3 separate regions of the Gossypium hirsutum genome follow, and all the other regions are linked to region 3. A link is a contact called in public Hi-C data. All regions are on one chromosome and are shown on one strand. The core of a region is the stretch at or near the end of the contact, and the rest is flanking DNA. Distances in the headings are between cores, read along the strand shown. Region 1 holds the start of LOC107956295 (fumarylacetoacetase). Region 2 has its middle 43 kb from the start of LOC121219509. Region 3 holds the start of LOC107954804 (receptor-like protein kinase FERONIA).

Region 1 (2,829 bases), core at 284-2,783, 140 kb after region 3:
AATTCAAACATGAAATTTTCACACATGCATATATACATATAATAAGCTTCAAATATGGCGGTTAATTATTTTTATGACTCGGTTTTGTGGTCCCGAAACCACTTTCCGACTAGGGTCACATTTTGGGCTGTCACATGTTAGGCGAGGAGTATGCATCTTTGGTGCTCCGAAATGTGATATGCAAGGGGTTCTCCTAAGGTGTGACACTTTTTTTTAGGTGTTTTTTAATTATATTCAATTTTGTTAATATTAGTATATATGATATATTAATTTTAAATAATTTTAAAATATAAGTTGTTTCTAAATTTAATGTTAATATATAAATCACATTTTAAAGGCAAATGACCTTTTTTGGCCCTCAACTTCACAAAATATCATTTTAGCCCTCCATTTAATTTTTTTTCTTTTAGCCCTTAAACTTACATTGTTTGTCAAATAGCCTTGAAATGGATGAAAAAGTTAATGTTTGTTAACTTTGTTGACGTGGCGTCATACACGTGGCAACTAACAATTAATTAATTTTTAAAAAAATTTAAAATATATACATAATTTTTATATCTTTTTAGTAGTTTTTAAATTTTAAAAATTATTATTATATTTTTTTGAAAAAATTTTAAAAATTTTAAAAATTATTAATTATTGGCATGGCATCCATGTGGTAATTCACATGTACGCTACATCACTAAAGTTAACAAAAGTTAACTTTTTCATTCATTTTAGGATAATTTAACAAACTCAAGTTTAAGGGCTAAAAAAGACAAAAAAGTAAATGGATGGGTAAAATAATTTTTTTAGTAAATTTGGAGGGTCAAATAAATCATTATACCTATGTTAAATATTAAAATCTCATACGAGAATCTATACTATATTTAAGGGGTTTATTGAGTTAGTATTACTCTTCAATCGCGTCCCAACTCAATTGAGTAATTACCAAAACTCTTTCCTTTTACAAAGTAATAAACATATATTATTGTCATTTCAATTAATGTGAAATCTAGAAAAATATAATTGATAGGATTCAAACTCAAAACACAATAAATTTTAACATCTTCACCGCTTCAATTAAAGTTTCATTTGATCTTTAAATTAATTTGTATAGATATATTTATTACATAATTCTTTCACCAACATCGTAGATGTTCCATAATTTAATAAATTTTATAAATTAATTAAAATTTTCACCCAAAAATGTATTTAAAAAGAAATAAAATTTATCGACCAGGTATTACCTCGATTAGCATCAACATTGTTGTTAGAATAGGAGGACGTAAGTCCGAGTACATTAAAGCACATTTATCCTCCTATTTAAGGATGAGAAGAAATTATGGATAGTTCTAAATATTATATAAAATTAAAATTAAAATTAATTTTTTTGTCAAAAATACTCAATTCGCCAATAATATTCCATCAAAAGACCGATCGAAAATAGTGTATTTCTTGATAGAATATTTTTCATAAATTTATTTTTTTAAAATACTACTTTTTTTGAGTCAATAATATATCATCCTTAATAAAAGATATGACACTACAAGCATGTTTGGTTGGGGGAATAGGTATGCGTTCCCCTCAATTTTGAAGGCCCACCACCAAACGGGCATTTGGTTGACTGTAATAACATTACAGCCCGATTCAGTTTCGCCCCTATTACCCCCATTGGCTGTAATAGCCATTCCCCCCATTCAGCGCCGATTAGGGATTCCATTCCCGTTTCTTATTTTCTATTCCAGTTTCTGCCCTCATCAACTTCATCTTCTCAGACATTTCCCTTTCATATTGCAAGGTAATTTTTTCCCTTCCATCGATTTATGCTTCTTCTTCTCGTACGTTTGTTTTCTTCTCTTTACGTTTCTTTTCTTTTCTCCATTTTATCAAGAACGAAAAATGCTCGCACTCTTTCCCTGTTTTTCGTTTCTTTTCTTTTCTTTTCAGTAAAATCAATTTCGTTTTTCTTTCTACTCCTAACTCTACAGCAGCCTGACAAGTCGTTACATCACTCTTTTAGCAGCTCGCACTCTTCCCCTGTTTATTTTACAGGTTAGTTTTCCTTTTGCTCAAATTTGCAATATTTTTTTTGTTCTCCTAATTTTGATTATTTTCTTATGATTTCCATTGGGCTTTTCTTTGACTGTTTCTATTGCATGTTCGATTGAACAGATGAAAAGTTTTTCAATGTGGTTCTATACTTGTTTATTCTATTGCATGTTTGACTGGTTCTATTATTTTTCGAATGGCTTGTGATTTCGGCTAGTTGAGTTCTGTTTATTTGCATTTCTTGAAATTTCCTAATGTTAACATGGAGTTCATGTTTTAGGATATCTTTCTGGTTCTGGAGGTAGCATCCAACTTACCTCTTGATTTTCAGTATTTCACTAGTTATTTTAGTGGATGTTTCCCAGTTTGATATGATGTGTTTGTAGTATCGTGAATTTAAGTTATTTTCTTGCTATTGAGTTACGGGTGCTTAAATTTTATAAAATTTTCAAGGTGAACTTGTTTCTTGATTCTAGGTTCAAATTAAACCTTCTGGACAAACTGATTCATGCATGGTTACAAGAAGTAATTTAAAGAACCTGTAAGGGATTCCACTTCACTGCTGCTCTTATTCTTTTGAAAGTCCTGTCAGATGATAGCTGCTTTTTCCCTTATGATGTTATGAAAGAAAGAATCAAATTGTTTCATTATTTGATGTTGGGAGAAAATTTGAGTATTTTTTGAACTTGAAGATGTTGCATCTCTTGTTGTACTTAATATACTGATTTGTTGCTTTTCAAATATGTGTTGATTTTTGTTGAACTCTTCTAACAGATATTGGATAGTGACTCAACAAGT
Region 2 (2,790 bases), core at 242-2,741, 160 kb before region 3:
TTTTGTTGGCTAAAAATGATATGTATCAATTGAAGTACCGAGAGGCCAATTGGTTTGTTGTTATTTATTTTATTTTATGTTTGATTCATTTTATTCAAAACATTATTTTTAGAGTTACATATGGGTCAGATTAAATTTTGTTTAGTTTAATCTTATTTATGATATTAATAATAAGAATAGTTAAACTTGAGCAATACGTTCATTGGTTGAATCGAGTTCATCCATACTTAAAGATCAAGGTTCAATTCTTAGGTTCACCTGTGTAGTAGTTTAGTGTGTGAGTGTACGAGTTTGAAATTATATTGTATTAAAAAGAAAACAAATATAGTTACAAAGTCTAGTCTAGCTTGAAATATGATATTCAAATTTTGTCTAAATCCATCTCTATTTGTAAATAATTAACTCAAACTTGTTTAGATCCTTTCATATTGTTGTTTATTTTAAAAGTTATTTATTTTATTTAATATTTAGTAATTATTTATCTCTTTCACTATCGATATATTTTTTTCTTTTTTAAATCTTAGTATACACAAGTTAATTTTTTTTAATTTACATTATAATTTAATATATTTAATTTTCATATAATATAAATTTCATAATATATAAAATAAATTATCATAAACTTGAAAATGGATCAAGCCAAACTAGGGGTGTAATCGAGTCGAGCTCGAATACTAACAAACTTGAGCTCAACTAGATACTCGGCTCGAGCTTAATCAAACATCTATTATAAGCTAGAGATTTACTCGAGATATAATCGAGCTACTCGAGCTCAAGCTCGATTAAGCTTAATGTTAACCAAATTTTGTACTCAAGCTCGAGCTCAAACTCAAGCCAATAATTATGTCTAGGGCTAATATTACATATTAAAGGAAATATGAAAAGTTTGATAAGGCTCATGAGCCGTTCGAGTCAAGTATTACTAAGCTCAAATTTGGTCCAATTGATAACTCAAGTTGCTCAAGCTCGAATTAAGTTCAATAACTACCGAATTGAGTTCAAATTATTTTGAGTCGAACTCGAGTAACTTGCAAGCACTACTGTCTCATTTACACCCCTAAGTCAGATAAAACTCGAGCTTTAAATATTGAAATTCGAACTCGACTCTTATTTTAAACAAGTCAAGTTTCTTTTATTTAATCTCATTTTTTGACAACTAATATTTTTATTTATATCCTCCCAAATTTGAAGTAAATATTAGAGGTAAAAGTTAAGTAATATACCGGGTAACTTTTTTCTTTTGGTTTTAATATAATTAAAAGAAATATTAATTATTAATAAATGATCGGTAAAAATTAGAGAGATTGAATATTAATAATAAGATGGGTTGATGATACTGAAATGGTAGTAAAAAATGCAAAATATGTGCTGCTAATATATGGAAAAAATGATGAAATAATCCCACGTTATTTGAGTGGCAGTTATGCTTTGGCAGTGGATAGAATAGTTTAATGAATTAACTTTTAGTGATTGGAATTTTCGTATATGGAGGTTGAAACATCAATTCGGTTCACGTGGGTTGTCATTGTTTCAACTTGTATATAAATGGCATGACCTTAGAGAGAGCTGGTTAAGCTTTGTCATTGATTTGAGGCTGGAGAGACAGATTATGGAAGCCAAAATGATGAAAGCATATCTCTCACTTGCAATTATAGTGCTTGTGCTCTACAATCCGATGAATCCCTGTAGAGCTATGTCAATGCAAATCAACACCAGCCGCACCTCATCACTCATCGCCGAGGATGAGGAGTTGGAGTTCCTGATGGGTTCTCATAGCGGTAGAATCCTCGCTGGAACTGATGGACATGATGTGACCAACGGAACATATAATCCATTTAAACCGATTGTAAATTGTGGTAGAGGTAAGCCTTACATGTCCTGCCTTCCCGTACCAAACGGAGTCAAGATACAAGACACGATGGGGATTTACAAGCGTCAGGGAGGATAGTAGAACACTCTGTGACTTACCACCCTGGATGCATTGTTGAAGGTGAATGACGAATTGAACTGTTTTTAGTAATTAATTTTACTTTAAAGCCGAAGTTTATAATTTCCTTTTCAATCTGCTAGACTCAAATCATATTGGTAGGCAAATGATTGTAAACATGAATCAATAATCATATTTACTACATAATTTGCAATTCTGACAGCGTCATCGATCATTTTCCAAAGGCAACTTTCCCATGGCGAAACTTCATTCTACTAGTTAACAAAATGTAGGTGTAATACCCAATTTTGCCCCGGACCCAATTAAATAAGCACAAAAAAATAAAAAAACCAAAATAATAAAACAGTCCAGTTTTTTTTACAAACCCAAACTTAAAGCCCAAATTCACTATCCAATTATAGTGGCCTAAATGCTTAAACCCTAGCCCACTAGCCCAAAACAAAACAAAAAATCCTAGCAGCAGCAGCAGCTTTCTGCCTCTGCACCAGTGTCGAACCCAGGGCCCCGCGTGCGGTGCCTCCGCGCGCGCCCCCTCCAAGCATGCTCCTGCAACAGAATAAACAAGGAAAACAGCAAAAAAGAAGCAATTAGATTACAAAAAAGGAAAATAGCAGAATTAGAGAACGGATTTTTATTTTCCTTTCTCTGTTATTTCGGCTATATAAAGCCAAACATGAATCTGTAAAAAGGGGATGAAAAAAATCAAAAGATACAAAATCGAATATCAATTTTTTTTAAAGGTGATTATTAGAGTTTTTTTTATTATTTTCTTTCTTCGATTTGTTATTCATTTTTTTATATATGCGAAAAATAAAAATAAAAGGGAAAGGGAGGCTTACATT
Region 3 (3,005 bases), core at 226-2,725:
CATAAACCTCCCTTGGAGCAGAGTACGATGGTGTATCACTCCTGAAGGTGAGATTAATACTTTCATTAACAGGTAAAGCACTTGGTTTGGCTATTGTCAAATAGGCGTCATCTTTTAACCAGCCCCTGAACATCCCAGTGTCTTCTTCTGGCGGGATTTCTCTCCCACCAACTCTGACTCGATACATCCTCTCAAGGGCAGTGTTGTTTTCTAGGGTGTACAAGCTTCCCTGGGCCTGGCCAACAAAAGGTACGCCGTCATCAACAATCTTTGGTGTATAATATAGATTGATCGGCATAGAAACAACTTCGATGGCATTGATGAAAGCATAAGAATCAGTGATATCAGGACTAGGAATAAAGGTTAAGTTTAACCTTTGAGCTTCATCTACATTTATACAAAATTCTTTGATGATAAGTGGAACTTCGGGTACAGCATGGAGTGAAGCACTGAAATTCCTGAGAAGGGTAAAACCCCCACCTTCAACAGAGAAGAAAGCTTTCTTAGAAGGTTCGTCAAAGTCTGGGTATGAAGTTGGATAGAAGTGCAAGCGGATGAACTTTGGGCCAGGAGTGAGGGGAATAGAATAGGTGAACTGTGAGTAAGAAAGACGAGCTGTGGAGTAGGGGACATTATTAACTGATGATTTTCTCGCTGATGATTTGTACTTGTTGTTTTGTGGCTCTATGGGGCTGAATTTTCCATTGCCATCTCCAACCCAAGAACGGCTATCGGGAGATGAGGCATTGGTGGAATTAGAACCGCAGTCAATTGCAATGTTTTCTATGGGGTGGTAAGGGGTAACATTGAAATCTGCTGTAACAGGAACCACAATGTATTGACTGGAGAAGAAGAAGAAGAAGAAGAGACAGGGGAACGAGTTTTGAAGGGAAAAAGTTGGTGTTTTGGTTGGAATCTCCATTGCGAGGGAAAAACAGAGAGGCAGAGAGAGAAGATGCATATGGAGAAAGGGATAAGAGATGAAGAAAGGTAGGAAATGAATAGTGAAGTGGAGATGGAGTGCAGGACAAGGTCAGTTACTGTACAATTGAATTTTCAAATTCTCATTTTCGTAATTTGATTAGTCAAAGTTAGTAGAGTTTAACATTTGTTTCTTATGTGTATTCCATAGAATGTCACGTTATTATCATCCGTCTTCTCTACTGCATATGGGTAACGGTGGGCCTAGTCAAACAAGATTGACTTTTTGGCAGCACCTTTTTGGTGCTATTATTCAGCTATCCAAATATTAAGATGCACTGAGATTTTTTTTTGTTCTTTAGCATTAAATTTCTATTTGTTTTGGAAGAAAGTGGAAGAAAAGAGAGGAGGAAAAACAGAAGTGGAATTGTATTGGTTGAATAATCAAATAGAGGGGACTATTCTCACCAATGACGAATTTGGAATTTTGGGAGTTTTAATTGAATGTTCATTCATGTCTTTATCTAAAATATAGGAAACTATAGTGTTTGTTTCGATTGAGCCCCACTAAATATGAAAAGTAAAAAGAAAGAAAAAAAAATTGAAAACTATATCTATTCTTTTCATATGATGTTTAGTATAAAATATTAAAAATGGAAATATACATTTTTACTATTTGGTATTGTTCAGATTTCACTTGCAAATATGTCCATCTTCTTACGAATATAGGTGAACTAAAATTTGTAACTCAAGTTTATTTTAATTGATATTTGTAATTATATTTTAAGAATATAGGTAAATTTATAACTCAAGTTTTATGTGATTGAACTTTGAATTTTGTTAAATTTTAGCCATCATCTTTGATTTTTTAATTAAAATTTATAATTTAATTTTGATGGTTTAAAAACAAGATTTACCGAAAATTTATTTTTAAATATTTTATTTTAATAATTAATAATAAATTAATGAGTTAATATTCACTCCATTACTTTTTAGTCCATTAATATATAATCAAACAATCATCACCTTAAAATGTGTAGGACCATGTGAGACTCATCTATTAAACGTGAAAATTAAGTTGTGAATGGTGATTAAAAATGAAACAGTAAAATTACTTTCTTTTTTTATAAATAAAAGTTTTATTAATACTTAACATTATATTAATTAATTCATTATTTTAATTATAAAAATAAAATATTAAAAATATTTTTATTAATTTTGTCTTCGATTTATTTAAATTAAAATTGAATATTAAAATTTAATCAAAAACCAATCAAGCAAAAGTGAACTTGTAAAATTCAATATAGAGTTAAAAGTTGAATGGTAAGTTTATCTTTATTTCAAATGTACAAGGTCAAAGATCAATAAAATTAAAATATGGTGACAAATTTCATTTTTTACATAAAGTATAATGACAAATTTACACATTAATCTACAGAAAATAAAAATTATATTTCAGAACTAAATAATCTTTAAGTAAGGTAAAAAGATTTGAATAATTAGATTACTTTTCATTCACTATGAGTGAAAATTAAATAAAAACATATAAAACCAATATTGTTACCCTCATTTCGAACCTTCTTGCCAAATCATCAAAACGGTAAAAAGAACTTATCAAAGTTCAATTTTGTGCACCACGAAGCTTGACCTCATAGGCTCGCTAGAGGAGCAATATCATTCACCCAAATACCTTGTCACACCGAGCGAGCTCACATAATCTTCAAAAGATGAATGATGAAAGGTTCTTAATGGCATTCGTTAATCCATCACATTTTAGTCTGACGAGCACCTTGTCTAGTCCATTTAACTCAACTCCAACAATACTTGAAATTGACATCCGTAACTCTACATGACACCCATAGAGTAGGAGATTCAGTAGCTAAGACCCCTACCCAACCACCCTCCTTCAATAAGTACCTCTTTAGCAACGAGACAAAGACACATGCAAACCATATAGTCCACGCACTACAGAAACATAACCTCAAACCCTTTAGAAATACCAGTCTAGAGGCTCTTTGCACCATTTATGATGTGGATTGCCCCTGTTATATTCAACATCTTGTGTAACCTTAGTGTAGACACCT

Evidence for each region. Hi-C and Micro-C count contacts between places; a contact is called where the count stands out from the background.
Region 1: a Hi-C map of leaf shows a contact between it and region 3, with 1.7 times the contacts expected there. The contact joins the promoter of LOC107956295 here to the promoter of LOC107954804 in region 3. A contact is called at or near these places in 2 of 34 Hi-C or Micro-C datasets (leaf and petal).
Region 2: a contact with region 3 is called in a Hi-C map of leaf, with 2.6 times the contacts expected there. The contact joins the enhancer-like site here to the promoter of LOC107954804 in region 3. A contact is called at or near these places in 2 of 34 Hi-C or Micro-C datasets (both in leaf).

What each region holds. Positions count from the first base shown.
Region 1 is chrD07:48,743,664-48,746,492 of Gossypium_hirsutum_v2.1, forward strand. It overlaps LOC107956295 (fumarylacetoacetase), which reads left to right and starts at 1,534. Exons shown (of 6, transcript XM_041097783.1): 1 at 1,534-1,780; 2 at 2,006-2,034; 3 at 2,508-2,572; 4 at 2,806-2,829. The coding sequence starts at 1,534.
Region 2 is chrD07:48,444,605-48,447,394 of Gossypium_hirsutum_v2.1, forward strand. No RefSeq gene overlaps it. Among protein-coding and RNA genes, the nearest start is that of LOC121219509, 43 kb to the left of the region's middle. Within about 2 kb of position 1,492, at least 6 of the 9 cell types and tissues checked have an H3K27ac peak or open chromatin away from gene starts, as enhancers often do. A contact at or near this core is called in leaf, where this site is marked.
Region 3 is chrD07:48,607,326-48,610,330 of Gossypium_hirsutum_v2.1, forward strand. It overlaps LOC107954804 (receptor-like protein kinase FERONIA), which reads right to left and starts at 1,476. Exons shown (of 1, transcript XM_016890485.2): 1 at 1-1,476. The coding sequence starts at 961. It also overlaps the pseudogene LOC121219175.